Linked DNA regions of Mus musculus: region 1 is linked to region 2. The links are chromatin contacts, called in public HiChIP or PLAC-seq maps. All regions are on one chromosome and are shown on one strand. Each heading gives the region's core, a stretch centred on a gene start, on an enhancer-like site or on the middle of the called end of the contact. The rest is flanking DNA. Distances are from core to core; before and after follow the strand shown. Region 1 overlaps Dgat2 (diacylglycerol O-acyltransferase 2). Region 2 has its middle 65 kb from the start of Gm23040.

What was found. HiChIP or PLAC-seq counts read pairs in DNA pulled down with a chosen protein or histone mark.
Region 1: a contact with region 2 is called in a FOXA1 HiChIP or PLAC-seq map of pancreatic cancer cells. The contact joins two enhancer-like sites. A contact is called at or near these places in 4 of 39 promoter capture datasets (3T3-L1-derived adipocytes, cranial neural crest, hippocampal neurons and 1 more), 1 of 115 datasets of contacts at active chromatin or transcription factors (pancreatic cancer cells) and 1 of 9 other capture datasets (embryonic stem cells).

Annotation. Positions count from the first base shown.
Region 1 is chr7:99,150,654-99,157,678 of GRCm38.p6, forward strand. Dgat2 (diacylglycerol O-acyltransferase 2) reads right to left here. Exons shown (of 8, transcript NM_026384.3): 7 at 6,324-6,526; 8 at 3,010-4,047. The coding sequence ends at 3,893. Among named protein-coding and RNA genes, the nearest start is that of Uvrag, 13 kb to the left of the region's middle. Within about 2 kb of position 4,843, at least 128 of the 459 cell types and tissues checked have an H3K27ac peak or open chromatin away from gene starts, as enhancers often do. A contact at or near this core is called in pancreatic cancer cells, where this site is marked.
Region 2 is chr7:98,569,085-98,575,464 of GRCm38.p6, forward strand. No RefSeq gene overlaps it. Among named protein-coding and RNA genes, the nearest start is that of Gm23040, 65 kb to the left of the region's middle. Within about 2 kb of position 2,232, at least 49 of the 459 cell types and tissues checked have an H3K27ac peak or open chromatin away from gene starts, as enhancers often do. A contact at or near this core is called in pancreatic cancer cells, where this site is marked.

The sequences.
Region 1 (7,025 bases), core at 3,593-6,092, 580 kb after region 2:
GTTTGGTTTGGTTTGGTTTGGTTTTTTTTGAGACATGGTTTCTGTGTGGCCCTGGCCATCCTGGAACTCACTCTGTAGACCAGGCTGGCTGGGACTCAGAGATCTGCCTGCCCCTGCCTCCTAAGTGCTGGAATTAAAACTGTGTGCTGCCACCACCGTAGCAGTCGCTGCCGCTGCCACCACCACCAGGCTGTGAGCTCAACTTCTAAAGCAGTCTAACTTTGTGTTACAAATCCTACATTTCATATTCTATTTAATATATTGGATTTCTTTTCATTTTTTGGTACATTGGCTGCCTGTAACTCTTGCTGTGCTTCGATGACAAAGTTAATTTAAAATCACAGCAACCGTTTTCTGGATAGGGCCTCTAGGCTAAGCCCTGGGGTGAACATTCTTAGTTCTCGTTGTTCCTAAAACGAGGTCTGTGCATTTTACAGGTGCAGAGGCTGAGACACTTACAGGCTGGTGCTGACGGCGTCTGCCATGACACACGCATGACAGTCCATCAACAGTAATCTATGATTTTAGGGATAAAAAAGGAAATAATTCAATTCTCAGAACCGTGGGGAAATAGAACGGGATCTTTTAGAAAGATGAGTGGGTTTTTGCCCTATGACCTTAATGTGGTGGCTAAGTTTCTGTCTAGTCCTCTAAATCCATTAATCTCTAACTTCTAGCTTAGGACAGAGCTAGATTCTTGTCAAAATGTGAGGCAGTCAGACAACCCTGTCACATTTGCTGTGGAACCATTTTCGGCGCCCCCTTGTGGCTGTGAGGCCTTCAGACAACCCTATCACATTTGCTGTGGAACCATTCTCGGCGCCCTCTTGTGGCTGTGGCTGTGAGGCCTTCAGACAACCCTGTCACATTTGCTGTGGAACCATTCTCGGTGCCCTCTTGTGGCTGTGGCTGTGAGGCCTTCAGACAACCCTGTCACATTTGCGGTGGAACCATTCTCAGCGCCCCCTTGTGGCTGAGCTAGAAATGACTCTTCTTCAGAAGGCCAAGCCTGCAACCCCCATTCTCCATGGACAGCAGAGGACCTTCTAATAAGGTAGTTCCTTCTAGCACAGCAAACCTCCCAGCATGCAGCTAGGGACCCCTAACTATAGCAAAAGATCAGAGCTGGCTTCAGCTCTGGGCACGCTGCTGCCTGATGTACGGGAACCCCTACTGGGACTATCCACACTGAGGTAGCTGAGTTTCCCAGTACACAGTAGGCACTTGCTGGTAAGAAATCTAATCCTTAGGAATGCCCTTCCACCACTGGTGCATACTTGCTTAAGGCTAGGCCTGAGCCTGGAGCCAGAGGCCTTTGTATCTATTGTCCGGTTAATTGCAGACTGAGACTAGGAACTTGGTGTGGACTTGAGGTTCTCACGAGAAAACTGGCCTTGCCTCCACCAGAAGGAAATGGCTGTTTTCTGGCCTGAGCTTCCAGGCTCCTGAGGACTGCCTAATGTAACTGAAGTCAGCAGAGGCCTCCTGCTCTCTAGCCCCTGTCGCCTGGAATGTGGAACTCCCTGCCCTCAAAAAAAAAAAACCAACCAACCAACCAACCAACCAAGCCTCACAGACCCAGTTGCATCCATAGGCGCTGGATGTGGGCAAGCAGCAGTGCGGTGTGGCCCTCTCCATCTTTGCACCCGCTACTCTACCTACCCAGCTCCCCCCACCCCACCTCTTAGTCCTAACATCTTCAGTGAAGCTCCAGGTAGGGCTACAGAGACTGTCACAGCCCTCAGTGTTGTCCCTTGTTCCCACGGTCTCTGCGGCCCACTAACAGCTTCAGGCAGGGGAGATGTCCTGAGGTGGAGGAATGGCAAACAGGCTGTGGGATGGGTATGCTGACAGTGAGGAGGTTGGAATGAGGTCTGTGGTCGAACTGGGTGGGTTTCTGGCTGCTGAGTAGTCACCAAACTGAATGAATAAGAACAAGCAGGTGACACCTTCTAAAACCTGTAACCACACACGCATCAGGTGACATCAGCCTGGTCCCCACCTCTTTAGTGTAGCTGAGACTAAGCAAAGGGCACAGGAGCCTTCCGGCTCTGCTGTTCTAGGACCTGCTCACACATGCTGTGTGTGAGCTTACAATGAGGCTACCCGGCCCTTGCCTCTCCAAATTCACCTCCTCGAGTCTAATGAAAGCAAGGCTAAGACACCATTCCCAAGGTCAGTTACACAGGGCTGTGGCTTTTGCTCTTCCCTGTGCACTGGCTCCTCTCGCTGCTCAGCTGTGAGCTACCCTGTGGAAAGGTATACAGGGCAAGGAGCTACGGGTGGCCTCCGCTAACAGTAAGGGGGGGGGGGGGGACTCCTGTCGTCACGTCACCCACATCAACAGCAGGAAGCAGCTCTCCCTTACTCAGGCTCAGGATGCTGTTAGCACTGAGCAACACCAGCAAACAGAGGCTCAAAGTAAAGTACCAGTGCCTGGCTTACGACAGTGGAGCAAATGCTTAAAGTCACACTTTAAAAACCTTGTATGTATGGGTATTTTGCCTGCACATGCCTGTTACACCACTATCTGCCTTGTGCCCACAGAGGATAACAAATACCCTAGAACTGGAGTTACAGAGAGTTGTAAGCTACCATGTGGCTATTAGAAATTAAACGAAGAGCCGGGCGGTGGTAGAGCGTGCCTTTAATCCCAGCACTTGGGAGGCAGAGACAGGCGGATTTCTGAGTTCGAGGCCAGCCTGGTCTACAAAGTGAGTTCCAGGACAGCCAGAGCTATACAGAGAAACCCTTTCTCAAAAAACAAAAAACAAAAAACAAAAAAACAAAAAAAAAAAGAAAAGAAATTAAACAAAGGTCCTAAAAGCAGCCAACCTTCTTAACCACTGAGCCATCTTTCCACCCTTGTAGCCACTAAATCTTGAAGCCAGTTGTTACCCAGCCCATAAAAGCCCAAGGTTGAGGGCTACTGAAGGGATTCTGTGGTTTGTCCTGTGCAATAGGATGGGTAGTGTGTACGTACAGCATTAAGCAACAACTCACAGGCTGTTCTTGTTTCCATTTATTAGTCTAGGAATATACAAAAGTGTGACATGGCACAACAATCTCATGGAGAAAACAGAATACACAGGAGGGTAGCTTTCTCCCAACGCCTCATAAAGGCACACACGTGAGGCTTGGTTTGGGGGGGGGGCCTCCTGTCCTGGACCCAGTGTGCTGCACAGGAAGCCAGGCACCTCTGTGAAGAGAAGAGAAGCCCTTCCTCACACCAGACTTGGGGTGTGGCTCAGGAGGATATGCGCCAGAGCAACGCTGAGCTGTGTCCATGGTGCCAACCTCCAGAGTGAAACCAGCCAACAGCAGCGAGATAACCCAAGACGGCACCTGTGGGACAGCCGTGTCCCTAGCCAGGAGACAGGAGGCCAGGGTAGGCTCAGATTGGAGAAGAGGGCTAGGGTGAGGAGCAGAGACCCAAGCCGGGCAGTCCAGATGTTATCTACCCTCCCCAAGTGGGGCCAGCTGTGCCCTCAGCCTCCCCTTGGTACGAGGAACCCGACCTGCAGCCACGGGTGGGACATGGCCTCTGCCTCTCAAGAATCCCTGGAGTCACTAAGGACTGCCCTTGCCCAGCTAGCCAGGGCCAAGTGTCTGTCGTCTGGGGAACGCTAGAAGGGGTGGGTAAGAAACCACCAAGGCCCATAAATATCAGCCTCCACCTTGAGCAGGACACACTAGAAGTGAGCTTAAAATACTGACTCTTCCCTTCTTAAAAAACATCTAACATTGCAATGGTTTAACAAATTATAATTTCTTTTAAATAACCCACAGACACCCATGACGCTTCCAAATTTACAGAACAAAATGCACTCAAGAACTCGGTAGAAAAGGATCTGCAGTCGTCCCTCCCAGGAGCTGGCACGCGAGGGCTGGGTCAGTTCACCTCCAGCACCTCAGTCTCTGGAAGGCCAAATTTGGTCTTGTGATTGTCAAAGAGCTTCACCAGGGCCTCCATGTACATGGCATGGTACAGGTCGATGTCTTTCTGGGTCGGGTGCTCCAGCTTGGGGACAGTGATGGGCTCCCCCACTGCAGAAGAGGGACAGAGGATCTGTCAGTCAGCGTCACCGAGTGGCCCATTCCTGGGTGCCCAGTGGGAGGTGACCCTGTGCTACGGGCAGCATGGGAAAGACCCCACCCGAGAGTGTGGCCTCTGAGCCCGGGTGAAGCCTAGCTCCACACTCTGCCATGAGTTCCCGAGTAAGGTGTGGACCACAAGCTTAGCTTTGGCTTCACTCAGGACAAACCCCGCCACCTCTCAGAGCCTCAGTTTCCCCATCTGCCACCCAACATCTGTCTCACAGAGCTTTCCTTCTTTGCCTCATCCTGCAACATGTTCAAGCCCAGCCCAGCCCAGCCCAGCCCACAGTCCAGCCCACCCCAGCCCACAGCCCAGCCCAGCCCAGCCCAGCCCAGCCCAGCCCAGCCCAGCCCACAGCCCAGCCCACAGCCCAGCCCACAGCCCAGCCCACAGCCCAGCCCACAGCCCAGCCCACCCCAGCCCACAGTCCAGCCCACCCCAGCCCACAGCCCAGCCCACCCCAGCCCACAGCCCAGCCCACCCCAGCCCACAGCCCAGCCCAGCCCAGCCCACAGCCCAGCCCACCCCAGCCCACAGCCCAGCCCAGCCCAGCCCACAGCCCAGCCCACAGCCCAGCCCACAGCCCAGCCCACAGCCCAGCCCACAGCCCAGCCCACAGTCCAGCCCACCCCAGCCCACAGTCCAGCCCACCCCAGCCCACAGCCCAGCCCAGCCCAGCCCACAGCCCAGCCCAGCCCAGCCCACAGTCCAGCAGCACTGTTCAGACTCTTCTCCCTGACGCATACACACCCCTCCCCACCGCCACAGCTTCAGCCAAGGCTCCTGAAGCCCCAGGCTGGCCTCCTGGCTTCTGCTTTTGGCCCATCCTAACCTTTGTTCTCCCCTGGACCTAACAGCTCCCGGGATCCCTTAAAGCTGTAGATGCGTGCAGATCTCACTCTCATCTAAGCAGCTTCTCTTCCCAGCAGGCAGAGGTGATTACAGAAAGCCACAACTGGTCAAAATCTCATCCAGGGGAGCTCAGCCCTAACGCACAGGTCTACAATAGAACCCCCACACCCAGAGCTGGACAGCATCTCAGAAGAGGAGACAGAAAGACTGTGAGAGCCAGAGGACCGGGAAGTCGGCTGAGGGAGTTGGTCCCCTAGAAACGACAGGGAAGCTAACCCCACGATATTTCAACAATATGAACCAGACCTGAACAATGGCCAGAGTGAGACACGCCAGCCCAGAAGGGCACTCTTGGGGGTGGTGCTCCTAGACTAAGAACCACAGGCAACTAGTGACGGCTGAGAGCAGGGCTAAGTCTTCTCCCAGGGCTAAGTCCCCTTTGGTAACCCAACACCAAAAGGTTAGCCCTGAAATCTTATCAGGGGACACCAGAGTGAGTGAAGAGTGCCCGGAGCTCCCCTCCAACTGCCCCGCAGCAGCTTCCCACCCTGCAGCTGAGGAGGCTGCACTGGCTCAAGTCCCGGCCCCTCAGCCACTCCACTGTACCCCCACCCCACCCCACCCCTGCAAGACGAGCAGCCCTGCGAGGAGCACAGGCAAAAATGCCCACCCTCAATACGTGGGTACTGCCTGACCTTTGGACATTCCAGTCCACTCTTCAGAGCCACACGTGCCCATGAGATCTCAGGCTTAGGAGCTTAAACCCACACCCACATGCACGCACACACCCCCACAGCCCTGATCCTTGATTTTCTGAATGCTCTGACTTGTCCTCAAAAGCAAACACTCACTGCTAGTTGTCCCCTTAGGTCCCACGGGTCTATGTTTGTTTACTCTTCTTTCTGTTCCTCAGAAGAATCAATACCTTGTTTTTAGAACTCTTGTTAGGCAGTTTTTATTTTATGTTGAGCCAGGGCTTCACTATGTAGCCCTGGCTGGCCTGGAACTTGTGATGGAGAGCAGACTGGCCCCAAACCTGCACCAGTTCTGTCTCTGTCCTCCATACTAGGATTGCATGCACACACAACGACACCTGGCTCCTCCCCCCTCTTCTCTGCTAAGAATTCGCAGCCGGCAGGGTAGGAGATGTTTCCTGGGTGGGCACACTATTGAGTAGAGCAGCAGACCAATCCTATAGCTCTTTCTCTTACAGCTGCACGCCCAGTGGTGCCATACCCAGTCCTCACAGGTGTGTGGCCCTGGCTCAGTCTCCTCACTCCCAGTCCCTCGGGGTCCTAATGGCAAGGATGTTCTCTGAGCTGGGTGACCGGCTATGCTCAGGATGGCCTTCAACACGAGGCTTAGGACTCACCGACGGTGGTGATGGGCTTGGAGTAGGGCACCAGCCCCCAGGTGTCAGAGGAGAAGAGGCCTCGGCCATGGAAGATGCAGGGGGCGAAACCAATATACTTCTGGAACTTCTTCTGGACCCATCGGCCCCAGGAACCCTCCTCAAAGATCACCTGCTTGTATACCTCATTCTCTCCAAAGGAATAAGTGGGAACCAGATCAGCTCTGCAAGAGAGAGTCCCAGGTCAGTCAGACCCCATCACTGGATGTCGTTCCCAGGTCATCCGAGAGGGCCTGGCTCTGCTGTCCAACCCAATTCAACTTCCTCACAGGCACAGATTCACCTCATGGCACAGACTCAGCACACTAGCTGTCCTTGTCCCTCCCTGCCATTAGTCTGACCTGACAGAGCACACCATTGAGCAGCCTTTCCTGAAACCCAAGAGAAGAGCTCATTCTAAGATTCATGGGGCCTCAATGGCTTGGACTACTGGGTCAGTGCAGTGAACCTGGCTCACCCTAGTTCAGGCTCCCATAGCTGATATGTGGGTGGAAAGCAATAACAGAGTATAAGAGGTACTTTTAGACCTTCAGCTCTAATCCCCAGGTCATGGATCCTCTGTCTTCCACAGTGGAAAATGGGTACTCAACTCGCCTCATCTGCCAAGAAGTCTAAGGAATCCTAGAAAGTGACTTTGCTTATCAGAGTACAGCCCTGGTTTTC
Region 2 (6,380 bases), core at 982-3,481:
AAGTATCTCATCAGGAATTTCTTTTTCTTTCTCTCTTTCTTTCTTTTCTTTCTCTCTTTCCTTCTTTCTTTCTTTCTTTCTTTCTTTCTTTCTTTCTTTCTTTCTTTCTTTCTTTCTTTCTTTCTTTCGATTTATTTATTTTATGTATATGAGTATACACTGTAGCTGTACAGATGGTTGTGAGCCTTTATCTGGGTGTTGGAAATTGAATGCTCTTTCTGGCCAACCCTGCTCATTCCAGTGAGCCCTGCTTGCTCCTGCCCAAAGATTTATTTATTATTATAAATAAGCGTACTGTAGCTGTCTTCAGACGCACCATGTGGTTGCTGGGATTTGAACTCAGGACCTTCGGAAGAGCAATCAGTGCTCTTACCCGCTGAGCCATCTCACCAGCCTGAGAGTATTTTTCTAAAGTGTGAATCTTTGCAAATATTATTTTTTAAAAAATAAGGCAGTTATTTTTTTCCCACCATGCAAATAGATATTTTTCTGTTTGCCAAGTAGCCCAAGCTGGCCTTGAACTTGCTATGGTCTTGAATTCCAGATCCTCTTGCCTCCACCTCCTGAGTGCTGGGTGCACGAGTATGCATAATTTAAGATGTATCACAAATGGAGAAAACGTTAAAACAGGCCTGGAGAGATGGCTCAGCGGTCAAGAGCACTGACTGCTCTCCCGAAGGTCCTGAGTTCAAATCCCAGCAACCACATGGTGGCTCACAACCATCCGTAAGGAGATCTGACTCCTTCTTCTGGAGTGTCTGAAGACAGCTACAGTGTACTTACATATAATAAATAAATAAATCTTTAAAAAGAAAAGTTAAAACAGTATGTAAAGCAAGATAACATCATAGTTAATTATAAATACATTGTGTATACATTGCTATCTACACTGAATGGAAGCGTTTCACAAAAACACATTCTGACCTATCAATCTCTGTTATAGCTCACACATTTTAAAGTAAATCATTCAGATCAATAGTGATGGCTGTGGGCCGGGCAGGGGTGGTGCGGGCTGGGCAGGGACGGTGCACAGCTTTAACCCAGCACTGGGAGGCAGAGGCAGGTGGATCTGAGTCTGGGGCCAGCCTGGTCTACATTGTGAGTTTCAGGATAGCCAGGGCAACACAGAGAAAACCTGTCTTGAAAAGCACAAAAAAAAGGTGATATTAATATTATTTTGAGAGACTTTTATGTAAGGAAACTTAAGAATTTTTTTAGGGTTGGGAATGTAATTCTCACTGGCAGAGCACTTCCTTAGTGTATGGGAGGCCCTAGGTGTGATCCTCAAAATGAAAAGGGGGAGGGAGAAAATGGCCATATATATGGTCATCCATATATATGTATTTAATATACATATACTACACATATATTTAATATGCACACATATATTAAATATACATATATATGAGTGACATCCCAGAACAGCAAAATGAAGTGGGAGAGCTTTGTTCTTCCAGATATTAAAGTGAAACTTGGTCATTTGTGATCCCAGCTCTTGGGATGAGGCAGGAGGATGGAAAATTCCAGGCCAGCCTGAGACACCTTACCTCAGTAAACAAAGAGACCCAAAGCTACCCAAAAATTCATTCCAGGTGAATAAAAGGCATTTGCAAAAAGTAGTATTTGATTTTTTTTTTTAACAAAAAGATAGGTGCCTTTCTTTCTGGGCTGGGGTTAAAAAAAAAATAGATTTCAAAACAAAACCAGAAGCTCACAGCATGGGTGCACCCCAGGAGTTCGCAGCATGGGTGCATCCCAGGAGTTCACAGCATGGGTGCACCGCAGGAGTTCACAGCATGGGTACACCCCAGGAGTTCACAGCATGGGTGCACCCCAGGAGTTCACAGCATGGGTGCACCCCAGGAGTTCACAGCATGGGTGCACCCCAGGAGTTCACAGCACACACCCCAGGAAGTGCCCTGCGCTCACCCAGAGGCAGAGCAGACAGACTGAGCTGAGCTGAGTCTATGCCGGTGCCTCTTGGGTCCAGCTCTGCCTGCTTCCAGAGAGGTCAGAGACAACTTGTGGCACTCTGCCCTGTGGGTCCCCTAGTTGCAGTAACAAAGTGGCACACACTGGGAAGCTCAAAACAACAAAATGTGTGGTATCTCCTCTTTCCTCTCCGTGGTTTGGAGACCCACTTTCCCTCTAACAGTCCAGGCTGTGCTCAGACACTGCAGCCTGCCGGGTGCTGGAATCCAGCCCTGAGCTGATTGCACCAGGCTTCCCACTCCTTACCAGAGCACAAGTTGCTGGGCCTGGGGAGGGGAGGAGTGGGATCGGATTGGGTGGGATGGGGTGAGGGTGAGGGGCGGGAATGACTCAGTGGCAAAAGTATTTCTCTTGATTGCAAGGATCTGACTTAGTAAAGCTCTTGCCTTAAACCGTAAGGACCTGAATCCCAGAACCTGCATAGAAGTGCCAAGGGCACAGCGGGCTGGGCTCATAATGCCAGAGCAGGGGAAGGCAGAGACAGGCAGAGAAATGCCTAGACGCCATTCGCCTACTAGGCTAGCCTACTTAACAAGCTCCAGGCCAGGAGGAATCCTTGTCTTAAAAAAAACCAAGTTAAACAAAGTGACAGAAAAGGAACAACTGAGCTGGGTGTGAGGCCAGCCTGGTCTACAAAGTGAGTTCCAGGACAGCCAGGGCTACACAGAGAAACCCTGTCTCGAAAAAAACCAAAAAACCAAAAACAAAACAAAACAAAAGGAACAACTGACTCTGGCCTCTACGTGTACATACGTGTGTGTGCACACAAAACAGCACTAGTTATGCTGAGCTAGGGCCAGCCTTGGTTAGCTTAACTTGCTTACCTCTGTAAAGACCTTGTTTCCGGGAAAGATCGCATGCATGGGTACCAGTGCTTGGGGGAGATCCACTTTAACCTGTACCTCTAGCCTATTTTACCTTAGCAACCCTGAGTTGCTGGGCACAAGTAGCCCTGAGTTCAGTGACTCTACCTACCAGTCTCCAAGTGGGCATTCATGGGCCAGCATGTCCATGTATATCAAGGCTTTTGAGCTAAGGATGGGAAATTGGTCATGATGGCAAAACCCTGAGCAGATGAATCCCAGAGACCTCAGGGGCTTAGAAGGAAGGCCAAGGGGATGGTATTTGGGGAGGTGGCTGGTGTGTGGCAGGCTCTCAGTGAAAAGAGACCTCTCACTCCCCAGGGTTTCAGGACCTTCTGGGGGAGAGAGGAAACCCAGCGGGGTCTTCCTGTGGCTGGGAAGCCCCCACCCCCACCATGAGGCAGACCGGTGTTGTCTTTTTCCTAATTCTCTCATGCATGGTCCCTTCAGTCCCCCATGTATTGTCCTGTCAGCGTCATGATGTCTGAGGAGAATGTGACCCTGAGGGAAAGAGCAGCCTGACCCCAAGAACAAACCAGTGGCCTCTGGGAAAGCAGCCTGAGTTTCCAGACTCATGTCAGGAAGCAAAGTCTTGACCCCGCGAAAGGAACTGAAGGATGAAACCTGGGCCTCTCAGTAGGCGGTCTGCCGGGCCCCAGTCTCTCTTCCCCTTCTCCAGAGCCTGGCCCCATTGAGATGCAGGGATGTTTATTTGTGTGTGTGCGTGCATGTGGGAAAACAGAACAAGATAAAATATGTCCTTGCATCTGGAAAGCTATTTTGAGCCAGGCCAGCTGGGCGGTGCTCCTGGAGATGAACCCTAGCTGACCCAGGCTGGGCCCTGGCCTTTCTAGCCACTAGGACCAGAGTTCTAACAGCTACACGGCTTGCAGGACTGGGGTGATCTTGGGGAAGCCTCTGATACTCCCTAGACTGGATCTTCCAACGGGAAGACAGGGCCTTCTGCTTCCCCCTCCTGGGGGTCTTGACAGGGGAAGTCAGGAGTATGAATGTTCTTGTCAACTCTGTGTGAAGACAAACAAGAGATCTTCCATATAGCCCGCGCAGACTAAGACCCGGGGGTGGAAGGACGCTCACTGGGGTCCGTCCCTCTGACTCCCGTTAGTGTGCCTCTTCTCCACTCAATGGACACATTGCACTTCTGGTCACAGCTACCTTGACCTGGTCCTTTATCTGCCTCCCACTGCTCTCAGAAAGAAGTCAAGCTCCGCCCCCCCCTCTCCCTGTGTGTGCCAGCCTGTGCTACCAACTCCACTCGCTACACTAGGGGCTCAAGCCAGTCTGTGGGCTCTTGAGCTGGACCCTTGCCCCGTCCTCAGCTGGACCCCTGCCCTGGCATCCTTCTCTGTGCTCGGCAGCCAGGCTGGTCTCTGTCCACTCCTCACACTGCTGATGAGTCAGGTCACCTTGGAGCATCACATACTCCATCGGCCCCACCCCCACTGCATGGGGGTACTTCGAGGGCACCTCCCAGGGCCCAGGGCTGACCGGAAGTGATGTTTCCCAATGTGCCTGCCACACAATGGACCCTTAATGCTAGTTTCTTCCTTCCTTATGAACACACACCCTCTTTTCTTTACAAATCTCCAATGGTACATAAATCTCACTCCGGCAGCTGCTGATGTGGACAGGCATGGTGGGAGGAGCAGGAAGCAGAGAGAGCTGGGCTCTGAGATGGAGACACCAGAGCGGCACTCTCTCATCAGCCTATCAGTGCGTGAAGCAAGAAGCTGTGTGCTGGGCTCCCAAAAGCTCAGCAGATGGGGCGGCTGCCTCCTACTAAAAGCAGTTGGGGGCGGGGGAGCTGCAGGGGAGAGGGAGGACTGCTCAGTTGGAAAAGTGCAAGTTTGAGGACTTGGGTTCAATCCCCAAGACCCATGTGTAAAGGCCAGGCATGGAGGAGAGTGTTTATAACCCCAGTGTCAGTGGGAAGGGGACAGGTGGATTTTGGGGACATCATAGCCAGCCAGGCAAAAGAAATTCTGACTCATACATATGTACACTCACACGTACACATGCACACACAATTTTAACACCAACAATAAAAATAATCCAAGCAGAAGGGTGGCCCCCTTGAAGCAAGTAGTTTTGGTAGCCTTCCCAATCCTGAGAGTGAGGCAGGAGAGAGAGTGATTGATTCCCAGAGAATGGAGGCCATGTTCCCAGTGAGTTTTGAACCTCAGAACAACGGAGACTGGAATGAGGAAGGAGGGAGGCATCTCAGAGCCGCATAAGCATCACATGTCTGATCTAGAGGCTGGTTCATGAAGCAAGGTAGCAGGGCCGGCAGCATCAGCAAGCTCTGAGCTTGTTAGAAATACAGGCTCAAGCCTTGCCCCAGCCTGCACAGGAGAACCTGCATATTGTCAGGGTCTGTGAGTTCGCCGTGCTTTATGGTTAGAGACGCTCTACTCTCCATGATTGCTCTATCTTGGGACCCAAGGCAGAGAAGAGGGAATCCTCTGTTTGCCACCGTGTTAGCGACAGCCCTGAGCCTGGCAGCCCCATCCAGGGGCCCTTGAACTAGCATCGCCACATCCTGGCGTCCCCCCATGCAGGAAGCCATCCTCCCTCCATGTGGGTGTTCACTCCAGAAAAGGGTGGTGGTGCTCTTACCCCCAGGTGGGGTGAGGTAGGCAATACAATCAGGAAGGACAATGTTGGTTTTCTCACAGATGCCTGGTGAGGCCAGCAGATGGGCTACCCCTGTCCCATGGATAGGGATGGGAAGACCTGTCAGGTAGTGACTAAAACCCCAGGATGTGATCTCTCACTAAGCCCAGCCTTCCTCTTTAATGAGTTGTTAGCTTCTGTTAGCTATCAGGGGCCCCAGCTTGGCTGACTGCTGCCATTTGGATGTCCACATGCCTGGACTGTGTTGGAGTGTACACTGGGGACTGTCAGGAAGCTAAGAGCTCTATCAGTTCATTGATGGAGCCAGGAGATGTGATTAGAGACTAATGTGGCAGAGTTCAGCAGGGTGGAGATCCGGCCAGACCCTGAGACAAGGTCCTCCTGCCTCCTATTGGGGCAGGGTGGAAGAGAGGGGTCAGGGTGAGCTTAGGGTCACTGGCTGACCAGGGGACAGTTGTTACGCAGAAATACTAGGAATTCTTGAGCTAAAGTCAGACTTGGCTGGGGCTTTAATACAAGCTTTGTCATGAACTAGCTATGTGCTATGGGGACAAGTCACTGCCCTGTCTGGCCTCAGTACTCCATAGGAAACTAGTGGTGTAACCCTCCTGAGACCATGATGACACGCATAGACCTCATAATGGCAATGAACTTAGTACTCCCAAATGAAGCCATTAAAACAGTCCATTTAAGCACACGGCCCATGCAACACTCCAAGAACCCACTCCTCCCACCCACTTCTGCTCTTTGCTTGGTTTGGTTTCTTTCTCAACCCCCTGGAAAATTCCATCCCCACACTATCCAACCCCCTGTCATTCTCTCTCCCAGTTGCTCTCTCCCACAGTACTTTATGCTGTGGACAGACTGCCT